Regions from separate parts of the Arachis hypogaea genome. Here region 2 is linked to region 1. The links are chromatin contacts, called in public Hi-C maps. All regions are on one chromosome and are shown on one strand. The core of a region is the stretch at or near the end of the contact, and the rest is flanking DNA. Distances in the headings are between cores, read along the strand shown. Region 1 has its middle 7.5 kb from the start of LOC112771832. Region 2 holds the start of LOC112771036 (putative leucine-rich repeat receptor-like protein kinase At2g19210).

Region 1 (6,173 bases), core at 2,140-4,639:
ATCATCTCAAAAAATATAGCCATGTTCATGCATTTGTTCAATTGGAATTTTGTACATGACTTTTGTATTTAGAAATTACTAATGGACAAATAAGGCCGTTCATACTTTAAAGATGCTATATAAAATATAATTAATTAAGACATACTAATTGTATGAAGTAATTGTTCAAATAATAAATAGATAAAATATGATCTCAACATATAAATATTCAATAATTAAAGTTCTTTAATGACCTAGACTGATGTATCTTCATATCTAATTATTTATACACATAATTCAAAAGAAAAAAAAAAGTTTGAAATAGTGTATGATTTTGTAGATTGTAAAACATGACAATCAATTATTTTACTTAACAATCATTGACCAAGTAATAATTGGAATAGAGAAAACATATTGCTTTCACTGTTTCAATTCATTTTGTTAAAAACAATCGATTATTTTATCTATTAAATCGATTAACATGATTGAATTATTTGACCTTAATTATTATTTATTAATTCAATTGGTGTCAAATTAAATGGATTGGATTAATCGCAAATATTTTACATTGTTTTTTCTTTTTCTCCACTTCAAAAGAATGTTTAACATTAAATCTTAGTTTTACAAAAAAAAAAAATTTAAGTTTTAGAAATTAAATTAGTTAAAAGATCTCATATCGTATTCATATACCATAATTAAGATCATCATTAATAAATGATTTATTTTTTTTGTTTTTAATTATTAATGATACAATTATGAAAATATAAATAATAAATAATAAAATAATAATTTATAAAATAAAAGGTTGATTTTAGAGTAAAATAATATATGAAAGACTAACTAATAAAAATATTATTTAATAAATATTAAAAAATATATTTATTACTAATACTATTTAATAGTTCAAATTGACCATCTGATCCTTAGGGTATACAAGCAAATGGAAGTGAATAATACATCAGGTTATAGGGTGATTCCAATACTTGTAGTGTTGAGAGTTATAGACCACTGGAAATTGTTGGTTAAATTTCTCTTATTTGATGAGGAACCTCCATTAATGGAGATTTATTTTTGGGTAATATTGTTTGGTATTATTGGCTTGAATTCAGTTGACATGATAAGTTCACATGGCCAAGATTAGCAGTGAATCGTTTTGTTATTCTAGTAGACTTAGTTGCTAGATACGAAATTATATTAGGACTTTGGATTAACGTTCTTCAGATTTTTTAAGTATTACCCCCTCATTCTTTGGGAGGAGTTGATAATTACTGTTATATTATTTTAACGGCTTGTTGTAAATGTCAATCCAAGTCAACTTTAAAGTAAGTAAAACTGACTTGTTATTTCACCTGTTCCTTGTTGATATACCTTAATACACTGTAATAGAAATTAACCCAAAATTTTATACATACTAAGAGATGATGTTAAATGAATAAATGCTTTTAAAAAAAGCTTTATACATATTTAATCTTAATTTATTTTTTTAATTATTTTACCAAGCTTTTAAAAAAAATTAGTTATTTAATCTTAATTTATTTTTTTAATTATTTTACCAAGCTTTTAAAAAATATTAGTTATTTAATCTTAATTTATTTTACTTAAAATCAAATTCTATGAAAAATACATCACTTTCTTAAAACTAACAATACATAAATATTGTGTGAACGAATATATGAATTAAACATCACAGAAATTATATCAAACACGACGCCAAAAAAAAAATAGATAAAAGTACATAAAAAGGAAGAGGAATTAAAAGAAAAAGGGGAATAAGGGAAGAAGACTCGAAGGTGAGAGGAAGAAGCAAAAAGTAAAAGTAGCACAAATGCAAAATCTTTTTTTTTTTTAATTTTATTTTTTAAGTCACCTAATTAATAAGAATTTGGTTGAAACGGCTTGTTTACTTCGTCTTCCTTATTGTATTATTAAATGTTTTATTATTAAATCATTTATTATATAGCTGATTTTTGCTAGTCTAATAGGTTATTGATCTAGATATGGACATCTTAATAATAACACGCCAGATTACAGTAAAAACTTAAATATTGCATGCAATGGCCTAAATCCACATGTTTGCCTCCATGATTGATGAAGCAGCGGAAGTCATTTCTCCATGCCTTCCACGGCAAAGAATACGTGTCATTTGGTGACAAAAATCTAAGTCACATAGGCAAGTGATGCAACCCCTGCTTTTCGTTTTCTTTCTCTTTCTTTTAACGAATCTTTGAATGCAATCAATTTCTTTGCTTAATTAACCATGTAGTTTGAAAATGGCAGAAAATATATTCTACAAGCATTTTGCCTTAATACAAATATAGCAGAAAATCTATGTCTAAACAATGTAATATAATAACTTAATTTGATATTAGTTAATTTAAAAGAGGAGAGTTATATTAGGTGACCAAATACATTAATGTTATTGCACTAAAATTAGATTGTTGTCCGGAAATAATATGTTGTATGGGTCAAATAAAATGTCAAATGAATAAAGTTAAAGCCACTGAAGCGGTATTTAAATATAGTGCAAAATGATCAAGGAGTTGAAGATAAATAAGTTAATTCACTAGAAAAAAAAAAATAAAGATATACTCAACAAAAAATTGTGATTTGGGATATAAAATGTAGGTATACTAACCGAAAAATTTATAAAGATGATAGACACGGTAAACATTACTCTTTTCTGTTAATCTACTTGATTGATAGTAATTACAAATATAACAATTAAATTTTGTAAATTTTTTATAGTAACAATTGCTCTATTACATACACTAATATACTAAAAATTATAAATTTAATAATGATTAATTTTTTATTTTATTTTATTTTAATTCACAAAATATATGTTTTAACTTGATTAGTAGGTATTACTAGTTCTAACTCCATTGGTCAAAGATTTATGTAGAATAAATGGTTAGGGCTACTAACTCCATTATTTTTGGCTTTGCAGGCTTCGACTTTGATTATGAACTTCTATCCACAGAATTTGATCATGGGAATTAGTACATAACTACTCTATACAAAAAAAAAGGGTACAAATTCACACAAATTCTAGAGTTTAAAATGATTATTATGATATGATAATTTTCTCCCCATGGGAATTTGGTAAGATTAGAGGTATCTCACTCTCTTTACACTTTTTTTTCCTTTTGGGTCAGACTTCAGAGGATATTGTACACACAGGTGCAAAACTTTGATTCTGGAATATTGGATGGGTTTTTAACTATAAGATGATGTAATTAATGGACTAGGTTGCTGGGCTTAAGTTTCTGGGCTTCGGAGGGTTTCTTTTAGCAATACATAAGATAGATGTTTTTTTATCATATTACTCTTTTTTTAGGTCTTCTATATTACTAGAGTATACATTTTATACCAAAAACGACGTATATTATACGTTGGTTTCCAAATGATTTTTTATTTGAAACCGGGACGGGTTGGATATGGAACTTCGGTATTAGGGCCTGGACAAGGTTGTTGGCCCAGTATGCTGACCCAAAAAAGAATTTATTCTTTTTAAAAATTATTGAGATTTGAGGATGACTGTTCTTAGTTCTTAGATAAATTAATTCTCCAACTTTTTTGCTTTAGACGCATTTGATCCCATGGATGTGTGTATAAGAGTCCATTAATCCACTTGAATTTCTTTTATCCACAAACATCATACTCGAATATATAAATATTTTATATCCTCCCTAAAATCTTCTAACTGATGAGATTAAGTTTGAAACAAACAAACAAGAATACAAAGCAAAGCAATGTTAAAAAAGTAAGCTTGGTGAAAGATTTAAAAAAGGAAAAAATATACGCATAAAAAATGGGTTTTTTATTTTAATAAATAAATTAATTATAATAATTATAAAAATAAATATTTTAAAAAATATTTATCAAAATAAATACTTTTCTTTTATTTTATTTACACTGTAAACGAGATACATGTATTTTTTAAAAAAAAAATTAAATAATAAAAAATTAATAATCCAAACTATTAGTATGCAAATAGTACATAAAAAGTTAGTAGAAAAGATTAAAATGGATATATTTGATTAATTAGTACTAAAAAATAATACATAAAAATTTTTAGATTAAATTATGATCTAATTGGATTAATTTAAATTTGAAAAATAAAAATAACCGTTATGTTAGGAGAGGTTAATAAGAATAGTGGAAAAATAATTAAAACGGTTATCTCCCACGTGGATAATGAAAGATAACACGAGAGATAACCGTTTTTTTATCTCTTTCCACCAATTTCTCCTAACAATTGACAAACGATTATTTTTACTTTTTAAATTTAAATTAATTCAATTGGATCATAATTTACAATGTAAATAAGATAAGAGAGGAGTATTTATTTCGATAAATATTTTTTAAATTATTTATTTCAGTAATTATTATATTTACTTAATTTATAAAAATAAAAAATTCCATAAAAAATGTGTGCGAAATTATTTCGAGAAATGGTGAATGCAAAACAAAGCGATAGAAAGAAAAAAGGGACAGCATATGAAAAGGGATTTGGATTCTCTAAAGTTTGAATTTCACTTTAGAGAGTAAAGTGTGATCTTTCACCATTTATTTTATAGGTGGGACCAAGAATAAATATGAGAGAGAAACCATTCAAAGGTAGAAAATCACACTTTACCCTCTAAAGTACAAATTTAAAATTTAGAGGATCCAAATTCTATGAAAAGTTGGAATGAGAAAAGAAAAAAGATAATAATAAAAAATAGAGAACAAAAAAAAAAAAAAGACTAAACGGAGTTAAAAGGAAAATGAAAAAGGTAACTAAGAAAATTAGGGGTGGCAAAGTGGGCCGGCCCGCTCCAACCCGCCCCGCTCCGCCTAGGCCCGCCCCGCCAACTAAAGTGGGTTCAAAATGCTAGCCCGCCCCGCTTTATGGCGGATTGGCGGGTTGGCGGGCTAGCCCGCTTGACTCTTTTTTTTTTTTTTTTTGAAAAATAAAATTCATTAAAATTAATCAAAAAATAATAATTAAAAAATCAAATACAAATAAAAAATAGTCAAATTATAATATAATTTTTTTACTATACTTTTTTTTTTAATTTTTAACTTCAATAAAATTGTTCAAAATAATATTTGTCAATAGAATCATCTTTATTTTATAAAATAAGTCACATAATTTGAGCATATATATGAAATTGTAAAATAAAATAAATAAAGTTAATAACTAAAAGAAGAATAAAAACAAAAAATGAAAAAAAAGTGTTTAAAAATTTTATAATTATTAATTTTATAATAGTAATCACTCTTTTATTTAATATAAAAAAATAAAAAATAAAAATCTTCGGCCCGGCGGACCGCCCCGCCCCGCCCCGCCAAAACCCACCAATTTGGCGGTGCGGATTTGGCGGGTTTTTTTAATTTTGGCGGTGCGGATTTTAGCGGGTTTAGCGGATCGGCCCGACGGGCTCGACCCGTTTTGCCACCCCTAAAAAAAATAAATGTAATTAAATTTTTAAACCATAAGAGTAAGTTGAAATAGAAAAGATTCATAAAATCAGTTACTTCCTAATTTTGTGGGACATACTTTTTTAGAAAAAGAAATGCCATAACAAACAAATTAGGGGTGAGCATGGATAGCGGGTACCCAATTACCCATCCGAACACAAACCAAATCAATTAAATTGGTTCTGAAACCAACGGGTAATCGGGTCCAACCCGAACCAAATCTATGGCTTTTGTTAGTGATTGGTTCGGATATCGGTTTTGGGGTGCGGAACCCAAACCAACCCGCGAATCCGATCATATGTTAATTAAATAAAAAAATAAAAAAATATATATGGCTTTTCCATTAGACAATGATTATTCATTATTAATATGTTTGGATTTTAATGAATTTAGTTTTTAATGTATTTGGTGTTTAACATGTTTGGATTATTTCTATTGATGTTACATGTTTATTGTACTTGTTGAATTTTTAAGATAAAAATTTGGTTTTTTTTTTATGAATTTTAAAGTCATCGGGTACCCAATTACCCGAACCGAACCAATCCGTTCTTAATCGGTTTGGTTTGGTTCGGGTACATATAAAAAAAAAATACAAATCCAAACCAAACTGAACCAATTATATTTTGATCGGTTCGGTTCTAATTTTACCATAAATCCGAACCAAACCGACCCGTGCTCACCCCTAAAACAAATATCTGACGATATTTTTAAAATATAAATTAAATTAA
Region 2 (6,173 bases), core at 1,748-4,247, 47 kb after region 1:
AAACCACATTCTCAGGGAAGAATTGTCTTTTCAATTCCCTTTTGAAATCTTCCCATGTGGCTATGTTGCAAGTACCCTTTTCCATATCTACGCACTTTCTCCTCCACCACAAAGTAGCATTATCAGAAAGGTAGAGAGCTGCAGTGCGTACCTTTATTGCTTCTTCGACCACCCCTTGGCCTTCGAAGTACCTCTCCATTTGCCATAGGAAGTTCTCCACCTCGCGAGCGTCCCTTACGCCCTTAAACTCCTTTGGCTTGGGGAGATCAATCTTTGTCGTCTCCCTTATAATGGTTGGTCGAGATTTTACCTCATCGAACCAAACTCGAACTTCCTCAAATATCTTTAAGGAATTCTCAAGCTTCTCTTCGATTTGGAGCATGCTTTCTTTGAAAGCATCTAGTTCTCCTAACATGTGAGCCTCGAGGGTCTCCTTGTCATGTTCTATCCTTTGGAAGCGCTCATCCATAGAGGATAGAACATTTTCCAACATAGAAACTCTTTCTTCTAAGAAGTTAGAGTCCTTACCTCTAGGCTCACTTGAAGAACGAACCTTCTTGCCTCCCCATTGAGAAAGAATAGTATCTCTTCCCCTTTGAGACTCAACATGCTCCATGGTGATACTAGAAGCCATTCCCACAAGCGACTTGTGCTCCCTCTCGAACCTTGCTCGGATACCAAATTGTCACGGCCTTAGACACACTCCAACGCTACCGTGCCGGCACTCGGACTTACTCAACCTCTTGAGTTAAGATCAAGTCAGCCTAACCCTCAATACTTAGTAAGAAAGCTAAGAATACAAGAGAACACAAGAGAAAGGAAGCTTTGGTGGAAGAACACTTTATTACTCAAGTGTGGTTACAAATGATTCACCCCTGACTCACACTAACTCTCATCTCCTATTTATAGTCATCCACCTCCTCAATGGATGGTTAGGATTAAATCTAAGCAATGGCCTAGATTAATCATCTAGAACCTTCTTTAAAAATATCTATCCTACCACAACTTTTTAAATGTTTCTAGATTATTCCATACCACTCTTTATACTTCTATATACATCTACACCCTTCTAGAATACTCTATAACCTTCCAGAGTCTTCTAGAACCTTCTAGGATATTTCGGGACCTTCTAGGACATTCTAGAACGTTCCGGAACCATCTAGAGTATTCTCAAACACTCCAAAAAACTATACAAACACTGTTAAATCTAACCCTCTAAAATTTACCGTGACAAAGCGGTATTTTTCACAGAATTTGATTTTACATACAATAAACTAAGATTAAAAAAACTAATATTTTTCTAATAAAAACCCTTAAACTAACACTCAAATAAAAAAACATTTATTCACATAACATTTCTTTAATATGTATAAAATTTCGAGTTTAAATTCTATTACAGTATATATGTTAAGGTATATCATGAAAAGAAACGTAAAATATATAACAAGTGGTTCTGCTACTTCTATATATATACCAAATCACACGTCTTAGAGAGCCAGGATATGGGAAAATGATTTTGAGCCATGCATGGCTTTAAATAAACTTCATAACCAGAAATAAATCCATGTTGTTCTATTCTAGTGATGTTTACGCTGTGAAGAAGTCCATCCATGCCTGCATAGAGGCCACAGATTTATCACGATAACAAGTCGTGGAAGACCAGGTAGGACTAATTTATAACTTGTGATTTTCCACAACCACAGGATATAATCTTGTTTTCATATATAGAATGAGACAAAGAACGCGGAGATAATCTTGTTTTCATATATTATCTTGTGGTTGTTCATATTCATTGGCATAGCTGGCTAGAAATTGTGGTTATACACCACATTTAGTGAACATATACATCACAACAAATATATACGAGAGAAAGCTTAAGTTAATGGGATGGTGGGATGGTGAAAACTCAGGTGCAGTCGACTTTATGTGAAGTTGATAAATGAGAGTCGTTAGATGAAAATTTAATTAAATCAGTCAAATCATTTAAGGGGTCAACTGCATCTGAGTTTCTACCTAATATATATTATTTTAGAGACGAAATGATGTTTTAGTGAAGTGATTATTATTTTCGTTAATCTTTAACTTCTTGATGTAATATCCTTCTTGCTGTTCAATCTTAAATTGAATAATTAAATTATCTAATAATTTTAAAAAATATTTTTACTATCTAAAATACTAGGTCACGTCAAATTTTGATTCGAATGTTTAACGTTTTTAAAAAGATTATTACTCAAACAAATAATAAAATAAGTTATTTTAATTACGAGCAACAAAATCGGTTTTTACAGTAAATTCAATATTTTTTTTAAAGAACAAATTATTTTTAATTATATAAAAAATTAAGAGTAAATTAATTTCTTTAATAGTAATAATGAAGAACATGCACTAATCCATCATTAGTTAAAATGAAAAAAAATATTTCACCACTAGTTTTTAGTCAAATTCAAGTTCAGTAGAATATCATCTATAAAGAAGCCTATAAATTAAATGTTAATGTAAAAGCCCATAAATGTTAATGCAAATTACTTTTTCTCTCTTTGTTAGTAGATTGAATTATGTTAGTTTAATTTACTTTTTTTAAATTATCTCTTTTTGTTAGTAAATTGAATAATATTAGTTTAATTTATTTGAGTCTGAACATTTATATATAAGTCAAATTAGATGGATTCAATTTATAATTTAATTTAGCTAATTTGATCTACATAAATTTATTTAAGATAAATATTTAACCAATTTTTATTCGGTACATATGTGTATATAATATTAGCCTTCAATTAATTGATTAATGTAACCATAGTAAGTTATTGTTTTGTTTTTAATTTAAACAAATTAAAATTATTAATTAATATAATAAGAAAGAGAAGAAAGAAAGGGAAAAGAAATGGCAGTTATAGGTACTTTGATGTAGAGACAGGGATGACTTCTAAAGCGTGTTGACTACGGTTTTAGAAAATTAGAAACTTATTTAATATTTTTTTATTGAAGCAAATCACAAATGTATAAGTATTAACACATTTAGGGGTGCACATGATCCGGTCCGGTCCGAAAGTTCGGTTCGGTCTCGAATACTTTAGGGGTTAATTTGGTATAATTTTATCGGGTTTAGGGTCGGATAAAGGTCTCAAAAATAAATCCGGTCATTATTTCGGGTCGGGTCCGGGTCATAGCTCGGGTCACCCGAAATCGGTCTGGTGGTCCGGCCATCATACATAATTAATATTTTGTGTTATTAGTGATGGATCATGACTATTCTTATGTGGAATTTAAGTATTGTAAACCTTAATATTTTGTGTTATTAGTAATTATAAGACTATAAGTTAATGTTTCATGTTTAGAATGCATAAGACTTTAGACTAATGCATAATATTGTGTTATTTGTATTGATTTAAATATTTGGTATTATTAGACAATATTAATATTGATTGTGGTTATGCTTTAGTATTGATTGTGGTTATGCTTTAATTTTGAAGAAGGGTTGGTTCTTGCTATATTTTTCTAAGTAAATTTTACCATGTTAAATAATGGTTGGAGTCTTGAAAATTTGGATATTTTTACATGCTAGCTTACAAGAAGGTATCAACGTACTGTAATGTTAACGGCCCGGTTTTCACCCGGTATAATTGTGGCCCGAAAGTGTATTGGTTTCATCGGGTCTATGGACGAATTCGGGTCTAATAAATAGACTCAATGTATATTTTGGGTCGAGTCTAGGTCACATCAAACCCGGCTTCACCCTGTCCATATGCACCCCTAAACACACGGAAAGATAAAACAAAGAAAAGATTTAAAAAAAAAAAAAACAAACAAAAAGGTTGCAATATAGACTTAGTATACTCCCATGTCCTATGCAGAGACTTAGCTTGTATACAAGTTGACCATAAACGCTTCTTTAGGGTTTAGCGTGTATGTTGGGAATGATATGATTTTGATAGATAATATGATTTTGACATCTCTAAATACAGATGTCTATATATTAGAAAAATAGGTTCGTTCATGTGTACTGTAGATAACTAGACACATACAAAGCCAGAAGAAGGTAGTGATTAGAAAGTAAAAACTAACATGTGGAGGACTATTTTGAACGTTGCTTTGCTAGCTTTTCTAGTTCATGCAGTTGTGCTTCAAGCTCTGGATCAATCAGGTTTAATAATATAATTGACATCAAAATCTACATACATATATATTTTCAATTCAATATATATCAATAATTGTATATTACGTAATATGTTGTGTGTGTTTTAGGGTTCATCAGCATAGATTGCGGAGCCTTGCCCAACTCTACTGATTGGAAAGACATACAATATATTTCAGATGTCGGTATCATTAGCAGTGGTGTAGCTAAATCAGTGAGTTCTGACTCCATAAGTTACTTCAAACATAATCAACTGTGGACTCTGAGAAGCTTCCCGGAAGGAAGAAGAAACTGCTACAAGATAAACAACATCACAATAGGCTCCAAATATCTGATCCGCCTTGAGTTTGCGTACGGAAACTACGACGGGAGTAAAACTTTTCCAAAGTTTGATGTGTATCTTGGAGTTAACAAGTGGGATACAGTAAGCTTTGGAAACGCCACGCTTAATCCCTACGGGTACGAGACCGAAGAGATTATACATATAGCTTCACAGGAATACATAAATATCTGTTTGGTGAATACAGGCCATGGCACACCATTTATATCAACCATAGATTTGAGGCCTTTGAAAAATGATACCTATTCCATCACTTCTCCATCTGCTTTTGGATCACTGGTTAACTACTACCGTGACGATTTCGGTTATTCATCCAGCGACGACGACGATGACGACTATATCAGGTGAATTATCAAGCATCTTCCATCTGGTTAATTAAATTAAAGTGAAGAGTCAGGTATAGTAGTTGTTTTAATATGAAATTCATAATTAAAAATAGTTAAATAATTTGATATATTTGACTAAATTGTCAGGTACGTGGATGATCCCTTTGATCGTCAATGGAGAATCTTCATGCAACCTGATTGGGTAAAATTGTCTGATTCAAGTATTACAACTGCTGATGCCTTTAGCAAGAATGATTACCAGTTGCCAGCAGGTGTCATGAATACCGCGATCACACCGGCAAATGCAAGTGATCCATTAGTGATAAACTGGAGGCCAGAAATTCCAATAAGTGATGTATACTATATATACATGCATTTTATGGAGGTTGAGGCTGAGTCGAACAACAACGAAATAAGGGAATTTAACATCTTTGTGGACGGTAAGCTATTCTCTGAAAAACCCGTGCAGCCGCCCTACCTCTCTACAAAAACAATCAGAGTCGTAGTCCCGAACTCGGTTGATATTTCACTCGAAAAAACGCCGCTTTCAACCCTGCCTCCCATCATCAACGCCATTGAAGTTTACGAATTAATTCAATTCCACCAATTGGATACATTCCAAGCAGATGGTATGTTGTATTTATATCCTACTTTATTCAATACAGTATTGGGCTTCATGTTTGGATATCTCAAACTTTTTTATATGTTAATTTATTAGTTATTTTTTTGTTTATTATATTAAAAAAATTAAAGATTTTTTTTAGAAAAGTAATGTTAAGTAATTAATAATTTTTTTGAATAATATGAACAACTACCAATCAAATAAAAACACACTACACCTTCAAATTACCCACCTAAATCATAATATTAGAATAATTATCCCCACACTAGTGAAATGAACATATGATATATCAATTATTTACATTGTTTAGTATTTTTTTTGTCTATCTATACTTTTTCTTTTTAGAAAAGATGAGAATGGCAATTTTTTTAAAAGATATTTTTCATTATTTTTATTTTAAAATAAAACAATAATAATAAATAATAAATGCTACTACTAGTTGATGCCATCACAAGGATCCAGTCCGTCTATGGTTTGGCAATAAGAGAAGAGTGGCAAGGGGATCCATGCGGCCCCGCAGGCTACATGTGGGAGTGGGACGGTCTCAATTGTACTCGTCATCTAAATGAATCCCCTAGGATTACTGCCTTGTAAGTCACTTCCTATAGATAATTAACAACGCTTACGTTAAGCATATTAAATCATCTAACATTTTAAATGTCTTTACCTGAGTCTTCGTCTTTTATTCATGCAGAAATTTATCTTCTAGTGGATTGACGGGAGCTATAGATCCTTCCTTTTCACACCTCACTA

Evidence for each region. Hi-C and Micro-C count contacts between places; a contact is called where the count stands out from the background.
Region 2: a contact with region 1 is called in a Hi-C map of an unstated tissue, with 1.5 times the contacts expected there. The contact joins the promoter of LOC112771036 here to the enhancer-like site in region 1. A contact is called at or near these places in 2 of 8 Hi-C or Micro-C datasets (leaf and an unstated tissue).

What each region holds. Positions count from the first base shown.
Region 1 is chr18:1,583,897-1,590,069 of arahy.Tifrunner.gnm2.J5K5, forward strand. No RefSeq gene overlaps it. Among protein-coding and RNA genes, the nearest start is that of LOC112771832, 7.5 kb to the left of the region's middle. Within about 2 kb of position 3,390, at least 3 of the 3 cell types and tissues checked have open chromatin away from gene starts, as enhancers often do.
Region 2 is chr18:1,630,958-1,637,130 of arahy.Tifrunner.gnm2.J5K5, forward strand. LOC112771036 (putative leucine-rich repeat receptor-like protein kinase At2g19210) reads left to right here and starts at 2,998. Exons shown (of 12, transcript XM_072223956.1): 1 at 2,998-4,141; 2 at 4,243-4,816; 3 at 4,946-5,427; 4 at 5,860-6,010; 5 at 6,115-6,173. The coding sequence starts at 4,063.